Regions from separate parts of the Mus musculus genome. Here region 2 is linked to region 1. The links are chromatin contacts, called in public Micro-C maps. All regions are on one chromosome and are shown on one strand. Each heading gives the region's core, a stretch centred on a gene start, on an enhancer-like site or on the middle of the called end of the contact. The rest is flanking DNA. Distances are from core to core; before and after follow the strand shown.

Evidence for each region. Hi-C and Micro-C count contacts between places; a contact is called where the count stands out from the background.
Region 2: a Micro-C map of embryonic stem cells shows a contact between it and region 1, with 1.7 times the contacts expected there. The contact joins the promoter of Vangl1 here to the promoter of Nhlh2 in region 1. A contact is called at or near these places in 9 of 39 promoter capture datasets (cranial neural crest, epiblast stem cells, frontonasal cranial neural crest and 5 more), 4 of 484 Hi-C or Micro-C datasets (embryonic stem cells and nephron progenitors), 4 of 115 datasets of contacts at active chromatin or transcription factors (embryonic midbrain, embryonic stem cells, forebrain and 1 more) and 1 of 9 other capture datasets (adipose tissue).

Annotation. Positions count from the first base shown.
Region 1 is chr3:102,008,553-102,013,361 of GRCm38.p6, reverse strand. It overlaps Nhlh2 (nescient helix loop helix 2), which reads right to left and starts at 3,217. Exons shown (of 3, transcript NM_178777.3): 1 at 3,037-3,217; 2 at 2,303-2,627; 3 at 1-716. The coding sequence starts at 708. The coding sequence ends at 301.
Region 2 is chr3:102,202,358-102,206,821 of GRCm38.p6, reverse strand. It overlaps Vangl1 (VANGL planar cell polarity 1), which reads left to right and starts at 2,129. Exons shown (of 8, transcript NM_177545.5): 1 at 2,129-2,310. It overlaps Gm16160 (a long non-coding RNA gene), which reads right to left and starts at 2,982. Exons shown (of 3, transcript XR_375921.3): 1 at 2,552-2,982; 2 at 1-1,021.

The DNA of each region.
Region 1 (4,809 bases), core at 1,968-4,467:
ACCAACCACCCCCTCGGGGGGTCCTAACACACTGAGGGGAGGCCCCAGGGCATCTCATTCTAGGTGCCTCCAGAAGGATTTTCTGGCCAGGAAAATCCCCTTGCAAGCCCCAGGTCTTTCTACCCAACCCCACCTCCCAGGCTGGGAAATCTTCTCCTGTTGCCTTGATGACTAGAAAGAACAGGCTGCAAAGCTTTCTCCTGCGTTCAAGTGTCTCTGGGCAAACCTCTAGCCTGGCAGTCCGGATGAGTCGCCTTTGGCAGTCTTCCGGACCCGCGGCCTCCCGCGGCGTAGCCCTCCCTACACGTCCAGGACATGGTTGAGATAGGAGATGTAGCAGATGGCCAAGCGCAGAATCTCGATCTTGGAGAGCTTCTTGTCCGGAGGCAGCGTGGGTAGTAGTTTGCGGAGCTCGGCGAAGGCCAGGTTGAAAGCCTCCACTCGGATGCGCTCGCGGGTGGCGTGGGCCGATCGGTACTTGGCCGTGGCGCGCCGGCGGCGGCGCTTTTCTTCGCGGCTCAGCTGCTGCGGGTGCGGGTAGAGCGCGGCCCGGCTGCCTCCCTTGCCGTCGCCGTCCGCCTCCTCCACTGGCTCTAGGTCCGACACGCTGCCCAGAACCTTGGTGTCTGCGCCGCCCAGAGACTCCGGGTCCGAGTGCGTCGAGCTGGGGTGATCTGAGTCGGCGGCTTGGTCCGGACTCAGCATCATTTTGGAGGCTGATGGGGAGTCAGAAAGTCAGTTAATAAAAGGAATCTGGTTCTTGATTTGCAAGGAGTAGTGGCGAGGGCCTAGCAAACCTGGACTTCTAGGAGGGGACCTGGGGACACTGGTCCTCTCCTCGTTTCAGGCCCACGCAAGTGGGGAGGCAAGGAGCGGGTATCAAAGCGCATTCTGAACCCACACAGAAGACTGCCAGAGGGGCCAGTGGCGCTGGGGCTGAAGAACCGTGGACCTCTGGGGCCGGCTGACATCTTGAGTCTCCTCTGGCCAGACATCAGCTGCTCTCTCCCGCCTCCCTTGCTCCGTTCCCTTCCCAGACACAGGAAAGATCCCGAAGGGATGGATGCCCGAAGGATGGATGCATCTGGGTTTTAATGGAGATGCAGAGTGTGCTTCCCACCCGAGGGCCTAGGGCAAGGCAGCTGGAGACTCCCAGCGCCTGAGGGTCTGGGCTACGCTGGGGTGCGGGCGAACCCCATCCTGGAACCTAGGCCGGGAAGGCTTTCTTGCCGTCCCCTCCCCGCGTTTCTCCGAAATAATAAAGAAATGACCGAACACATGTGTTCGGTCCTTTCAAAAGAAAATTGACTCCTCGGCCCTCATACTCTCCCGGAGCACCATCTGTCACGCAGACTGCCACACACATTGGGGACCTAGGGACGTGGATCACACAATGCCCGGCAGTCTGCCGACTACCTCCCGGGAAAACGCAGGCGGCCAGGTCGCTGCGGGCGAAGGGGCTGGGGAGGGCCAGAGAGGGATGGACTCCGAGGCACCAGTGCGGGACGCCCCGGGCGCAAGCTGTATCTGTGCGGGTGAAGTTCGTGAGCTTAGGGGACCGGAGCCCCGCAGCCCACCGGCGGCCCAGGGAGGCCTGGCCGCGGCCCCGTGTCTGCGCCGGGCTTTCCCCAGACGATGCCCTCCTGGAAAAGCCACCTCGGGCCGGCAGCTCGAGGGCCTTCGCGTCTTCGAGAACCACTGGGCTTGCGGGTGATCTGGGTGGGCAGATGGGGATAGAAACCTGCCTGAGCTGAGCTTTTGGGCCTCCGCCACCAGGAGGGACGACCGGGCTATGACCTCTGTACCCCGCCTTGCCCCTCACAGGCAAGGCTCCTGAGTAAGAGCCTCGCTTCAGAGAAACAAAAGCCAGGGAGGGGATGTAGGTTCGGCTCCTGGCCTCGAATTTGCCCAGGAGAGACCTGAGCTCAGAAACAGCTTTCCGTGCAAGGAAAACGGATCCTCAGAATAACAATAAATGAACCAAACGAACTGCATGCTGCTCCCCCCGCCCCCCAGGCTTTTCTCTACGTTTATAAGTGAAACAACTCACACCTACGCAGTTGGCGTGAAGAGGTAGAAATACACAGGGAGAAAAATCATAGCAAACCACGACATAGTTACAGATCGGACAAAAAGTTCCCGGGCTGTCCCCCCACGCGTTTAAATCCTCCAGATATTTAAATAGTCATAAATGGTATTTCTCGTGGGCATTTAAGTCTATGACCATGTGTGAGGAATACATCTATAAAATACAATATGACTCAACTTAATCTAAAGAAAAAGAGACGTGAAGATGTCTTACCTTGCAAGAGCCCTGTCGATAATCTTTTCGTCAATCTTTTAGAGTTAAAATTCCAGGAAACAAGGAGGAGAGATCCTGGCAAATATTAAAAGCAGCCAATATTTATTACATTCGCAGATGAAAAAGCAGCTGTCATCTCGCCGACCACCACAACGAGCGGCGGTGTCTTAGCGGGTGTATGGTTGTTCACTTAGTTGATGGATTGAAAACGCCCGTTTGTTTGTTTGTTGGTTTGTTTTTAACTGTTCTTAAACATTTCAGGAAAATTCGTTGTTGATCTTTATAAGTCGAAGTGTTGAAACCTCACGCCTCCCCACTCAAAGGGCTGTATAAATAACAAAAGAGATGCTGAGATAAAAACAATCACATCAAAGGGACGATTCCTCCACTTTCTAATAGCAGAATAATCAATAAGAAAGATGGTTAAGATAAAATTCCATTCCTTGAGGACTCCTTCCCTTCCCTTAATCGGGCTGGGGCGAAACTGGGAAGTGCGGTCAGGGATGGAAGGGGCTCAGAAGTGATTTTTCTCTTCTTCTTCAAGATAATGCTTTGTTCAGCCGGTGTCTCCCCAGTTCCCAGGAACAACAATACAGTAACTAGGGCTTAAGGTTGCCTCTGTCTTGTCCCTCATCTACTTCTGTGTTGTATAAGCAGACGCCAATTTTGCAGTTTCAAAGTCTTTCAAGGTTTGGTTACACCCCCTACCCTACCCCACTCCCTCCCCTCTTTACCTTGTGGTGAAATGTATATAGTCAGTAGCTTGGAGATGCTGGAGAGAGATTGGAGAGAAGTGGACGTCTTCTGGAGTAACAGTGACAGGGAAGCAGAGAAAGGGGAGCTTGGGAGAGCCAGAGAGGAGAGGCAGCTGCCTGTGTGGCTTCTTGGCTCTTCTGGTACCAATTGATTTAGCCTGGAGATGGTGGAAGAGATAAAGGCTTAAGAAGGGGGATGGAATTTTTTCCCCCTAAATTGATATTTAATGGGAAATCCTATTGGACAGAAACCTGGACACGAGTCACTTAATTGGACTTGACATCTGTCACAGTGTGGGAGTTTTCACAGCCCAAATATTTTAGCAGATCAGATTCCCACTGAATCTGTGCCATAAAATATAGCAGTTGAAAGCAGCCCATGATAGAAGCCATAGCATCTACAGCGTCTGGCCACACAGGCGGTTCCTTGTTTTCAGATTATTGATGCAATATTTAAGTGCAAGTAGACACTATATGAACATGGAAAATTCCTCTGGCATTTTGTGAGCCAGCATTTTTTTAAATCAATAGTTAGAAAAATAGTTGTGCTGGGCACATGAAAGCATATTCTGTCTATGACACTGTAATTAAGGTGAACGATCCAGACAGGCAATGCTAACATTTATGTAAAGTGAAGTGTCTTTTAGAGGATGCTTTAATCATGATTATTTAAGCATATGGATGTTTTGGAGAAAGGTTCTACTATGAGACCAGCTTATTAATAGATGATATTTTAAAGGACGTTTGACACATTAGTTTAAATCATTGGTGGAATTAGGAGCAGAATCCAAGTAGTTAGAGACCACTAGATAATTCTACTTTTTGAGTTATGTTTGGTTTTCTTTTTCTTTACCCATTTACTCATGTTCATTATTCGCTGTAAAATATGACACACAGTATGTGCAAAGACAGTACTTTATTCTTGCCCATCCTAACACGTGAGTGAATATATTTAGCTGGGTGGCAATGTAATTGTGCTAAAATGTAAATATTAAGTATTCTAGCATGCAATGCCTTTGCCTAAGATGACCTCCAGTCCCAAATTTATGTGTTTTACAAAATTAAGGGAAATTTACTGTTAGTCACTATCAATTATATATTATTTGCTATTATTTACACATTGCCAGTGATACCACTAATTCTGTCTTCTTTCTGTCTATCTTCCTTCCTTTCTTCCTTCCTGTCTTTCTTTCTTTTTGGTATTTTTGACAAGGTCTCACTATGCAGCCCTGGCTGGCCTGACCCTCACCATGGAGACCAGGCTGACCTCAAACTCATAGAGATATGCTTGTTTCTGCTTCTCATGTGTTGGGATTAAAGGCATGTACCATCACACCCAAATACTATTTTTTTTTAGATTGATTAAGCTTAGAGGAAATGAGAGAATAATAGCCAACCTCCTGTCTCCCTGTTCCTAGGTGAGTTTTTGTGGAGAGGAGAACCTTCACTTTCTCTTCATAATCACCTTTGTCCTATAAAGAGGTATTGTCCTCAGGGGAGGGCTGTAGAGCTACCCACCTAGAGAGTGGCCCTCTGGGTTCCTCATGGCTGTGATGTATATTGTTTGCCTTTGTTCACATCAGCTCCAGGAGGGTAATGGGCCAGAATAGGCAGGGTAGAGGGAAAGAAGGGAATATGGTACCAGTGCTGCTCAGCCTCACCTCTGCTCAACCCAGGTATCCCCAAGCATAGAGATGGGCAAGCAGAGAAGCCCCTTCCCTGCAGGGCTGGTGGGAGCCAGGAGTGACGATG
Region 2 (4,464 bases), core at 880-3,379, 190 kb before region 1:
TCATTGGTTCACCACGTTGGACTTTGGTGGTATCCACACTTTGTTCTGTCATAGGTTCCCTATCTGGGGTGAACAGATGTGTGTGTCGCATCTCCCCAGAAAAAGTTTTGTCATACAACTGTTGGGTCTTGGTAGATAGGGTGGATCATAGCAGGTAGAGCATTACAAGCCTTGGGGGAAGGAGGGAGGGACGGAAAATATAAGACCAGGAAGCTGCTGTTGCACGCATGGAAGGTAGGCATGTTGACATTTGGAAAAGAACCCAATGCATAGTGTTGCTCTTCCCCTATGCAGTTTGAAATAAACGGATTAGCAAAACAAGAGAGTAGCAGGTGGTGCCCGTGGAGTCACCTGAATTATTGATAAAGGTGTAGCTGGGGGAGTCAATGTCAGATGAATGGCTAGTAGTGCTGAACAGCTCTGCCACAGGTAGCTCGCTCTATCCAGTGCAACGCTCGGTTGCACGGACCACCACTCAGTGTCTGAATGCCTTCAGTTGAACTTTTCAACTCTGAAACTCTAGTTCATGGGGTAAAAACAAATAGTAGATAGCACTTTGACGTGAACTCATCATTTATAATATTCTGGGTTATCCTTCTCCCCTGACCCCTCTCAGAAGCATCACATTATAAGGTTACTTAAATCACCCAGAGCAAGCTGGAATGCCATTCCATGAAAATTCATTGTGGGTCTTAGTATTACACAGGACTCCTGGAGAACCTCACACTTGAACTGGGATGTCTTGCTCTGCTTTACGTGTGAAGGTTCTAAGTGGTAAGGTGAATGGGACTCCGTTTCCAGACTTCTTTGGCTTTCCCACCTTAGCAGCTAAGCATGCCGGGCAGACAGCTGGATTTACCCGAGGAAACGGGATGCTGGACTCTAGATCTGCTCTCCGGAGTCATTTAGAGGCTGCAGTTCAGGTACATGCAGATGGTGGGGTCATTGGAGTCTGGAGGCTAGGAGTGTGGAACATCGTCCTGCCACCGTGAACATCTGGGTGTACTTAGAAGGACGTGGCCTGGATGGTGGAGAAAATGGAATATAGAGGAGTTAGGAAAAAGCAGACAGTAAGGACTTCCTGAGGCTACAGGTTCCCAAACAAGGCTACTTCACAAAGAGCCTGCATTTTCGCAAGGCAAATCACCCCCAGCATTCCTGCAAACAAACTGCAGATTCAGCACTTCCCGCTGTGCGTGCCTTCGCGGGAGCATTTTGTCATGGCAGCTATAGATCTGTCATTCTGGGCATGGATTCTATGACGACTAAGAAAGAAGGGTGAGAATATTCACAAAAACAGTTGCCAACTGTTCTGCACTTTCTAATACTAGAATTTCAACCCTTCAAGGACATTAGAGTCCTCACCACTATCCAGACAGGGAAAGGAAGCTTAGCGAGGGAAGTGGTCTCAATCGGTCTGGAACTTTTGGCTCCCTGCCTTCAGAGATGCGCTCTCCTGGTAGTTTCCAGTAGGCAGGCATGTCTGCTCTGGTAGAAGAGGAGCGGGGAGAAGCTGCTGTAGGACTGTGGGCGTTGGTGGTTACGGGCTGGGTCATCTCTTGAGCTACATTGGAGTTTAAGTGTATTATGTGTGCTGAAAAATGTATGAGTTGGGGGAGGGGTAGAAATTGGTTCTTGAGCCATGTGGATATGCGGGTTGGAGCTTTTAATGATGGCAAACAATGAGGGCTTGGATTTTATGCACAATTGTAAGTGTGTGTGTGTGTGCGCGTGCGTGTGTGATCTTGGGGGTATGTTGGGGTGCTGGGTGGAGAGACATCAACCCCTGCGTCATGTATTCAGGAATTCAGGATGAAATTTGTTAGGCTGTGTGCTAGTGGGTCCACTTGGGAGGGGAGATGTCAGTCCCTGGCCAGGCCGTGTGTGTGTGTGTGTGTGTGTGTGTGTGTGTGTGTGTGTGTGTGTTCAGGATGAGATTTGTTAGGCTGTGTGCTAGTGGGTCCACTTGGGAGGGGAGATGTCAGTCCCTGGCCAGGCCGTGTGTGTGTGTGTGTGTGTGTGTGTGTGTGTGTGTGTGTGTGTGTGTGTGTGTCCCCGTGCCCCGCCCTCCGCTGCAGGTGGGCCGGGCCGGCAGCGGGGCCCGCAGCGCTCGCAGCTCTTGGCTGGCGGCCGCGCCGGGCTAGCAGGGCTGGGCTGGGGCTGCGGGGCGGCGCCGGGACAGGAAGCGGAAAGCAGCAGAGACCAGCGGCCGCGGCGGGGCTGTGCCTCCACTGCAGCCCAGCGCAGGCCGCGGAGCCCGGGCGCTGCAGCCGAGAGCGCGGGCGTGGAGCGCGACGGGCCGGCGCCGGGGTGAGTCCCGGGAGAGGCGGGCGCGGCGCGGCGCGGCGGCTCGAGACTGAGCTGGGTGGGAGGTCAGGCCAACTGCGGGTGTCCCTGCTCCCCAGCAGTCCGACTGGGGTCCGGGCCCTCGGACCGGGAGACCCCTGGGTTCCTCCGGGTCGAGCTCCCCGAGACGCGGGTCCTTCCATCCCTGCCCCGGGCTCTCTCCGCTCCATTCCAGTGCTCGGAGTCCTGGGGCAGCCTGCGCTACCTCGGACTTCTTTGCCTTGTCTGGCCTTCGGAGTGCGCCCCTGAGTGCGCGTGCCGGGTGGTGGCCAGGGAATGACGGCGTGTCGGAGGCAACCAGTGGCTGGACGCGCCTTGCAGGGCAGAACGCGATGGGGGTCCCCGCCAGGACCCGGGGTCAACTGGCCGGTTTTCCAGCACAGGAACGGAGCTGGCTCGTGTTTCTCACTTCGCTTACAAAACCGCAGCCCGGGAGGCCTGGGGGGCGCGGCCAGTTGCGCATCGCGGAGCGCAACAGGCAGGTAGTTTACTTTCAAAAGCGCCGGGGCGGAGCAGAGGCGAGCAGCCAGTCCCAGCCAAAGGAGGAGTCCCTGTCCTGGGCAACCTCGCCGCACTCGGGCAGCCTTAGACACCAGTCGAACCTTATTTCATCCTGCAGCCATTGAACTGCCCCGAGCAGCGCGCCCAGAGAAGTGTGAAGCTTTATAAAAATTTAAAAGCGTCGGTGGTGGAAGCAGGAGTGGGGGCGGAGCCGTAGCCTGGTGGGCTAAGTGATGAGGAGAGGAGAGTCGGAGCCGGGCAATCTCAATTTTCATGTCTCCAAACCGGGTGTGATGCCCAGATCGCGAAGATGAGCTCCTTCTGAAGTTCATGGAGGGGTGGCAGGGGTCTTTATTGGCATGGTTGTGTGGTTGGTGCGTGCGTTAGTTTGAACCCGTTTGAGGGGACTGTGGTCAGGAGTGCGCGCGCCCTTACAGGCGAATTCCAAAAGTTAGCTGTGAAGACTAGTGTTTTCACTGACGTGTTTATACGTTTTACGGGGTTTGCTGAAAAAATATTATAAGTTATGTCACCAATCAACAATACTAATTAGCCTTCTCCTTCTAGTGGGCGTGTTGATTACACAGCTCCTAGGCTCTGTAAGTGCCATGGCAGAAACCGTCGGAGCCCAGGGAGGCATAATTAGCCATTTTATGTAACCACTAATTAGAGTTTTTAGAATTGAATTAAATCAGTGTGATATGGTTGGGGCTTTGATGTGTGGGAGGAAACTGTTTTATTCTACATTTCAAAGCAATATCCAGGAGCATTTAGCATTTCTAAAGGTTGGCGACTCCCACTATGAATAGCCAAAACTCCCAGTGTGAAATTTTCAGGGATGCAGTTGCTGACAGTGTCACTTGGTGGCAACTTCATTTGTAAGTAAAATGAAAGACTTTGTGAGTGTCATATTTTTGAGACTGCCTGCCAAGTCTCAAAAAAGTTGTTATTGTCTTATTTCTTGAGCAATAGGATGAAACCATACAGGAAATTGAAAAGTTTCCTTACCAAGTAACAATTCCATGACAACCGTCTGTTGAAGAATTAATGTGCTGAGTGTGCCAAGTACTCTTTATCCCCCTGATGTATACCCAAAGGCACACCTTGCATTGCGTCTGATGTAGTTTGGATTGGATGGGGGCCTCATCATGCTGATTAATAATCATAGGTCTCACCTGGGCTGGAGGCTGTTTGAGATTAATTTCCTTTCTCCTTAAAGTGACCCCCCCCCCAAAACACACACACACACACACACACACACACACACACACACACACAGTCTCCCTTCTACTGAGCCTATGAGTAGGAGTCGAAAGGCAGGATTCTTTGTGAGGTTATGTGTGGCTTGGAACAATTCACTATTGTTGCCTGCCTCTTCTCTAAGTAAACAAACAATCCTGGTAATTGCTACATAGCTTTCAGTTTTCCATGGCTCTCTGAAGGTTAAAGCCATATGGGGGCACTTGCTTGTGTGTGTGACCTTGTCCCCTTAACTGTGCCATGACATTCAATTTTGCCTCCCTTAAAGACTTGTTCTGAAGATTGAGCTATTTTATGCAAATGACTTCAGTCTTAATCGCCGCCATATCTGTGGAGTGAGCTAACTGTGGCCAGTTA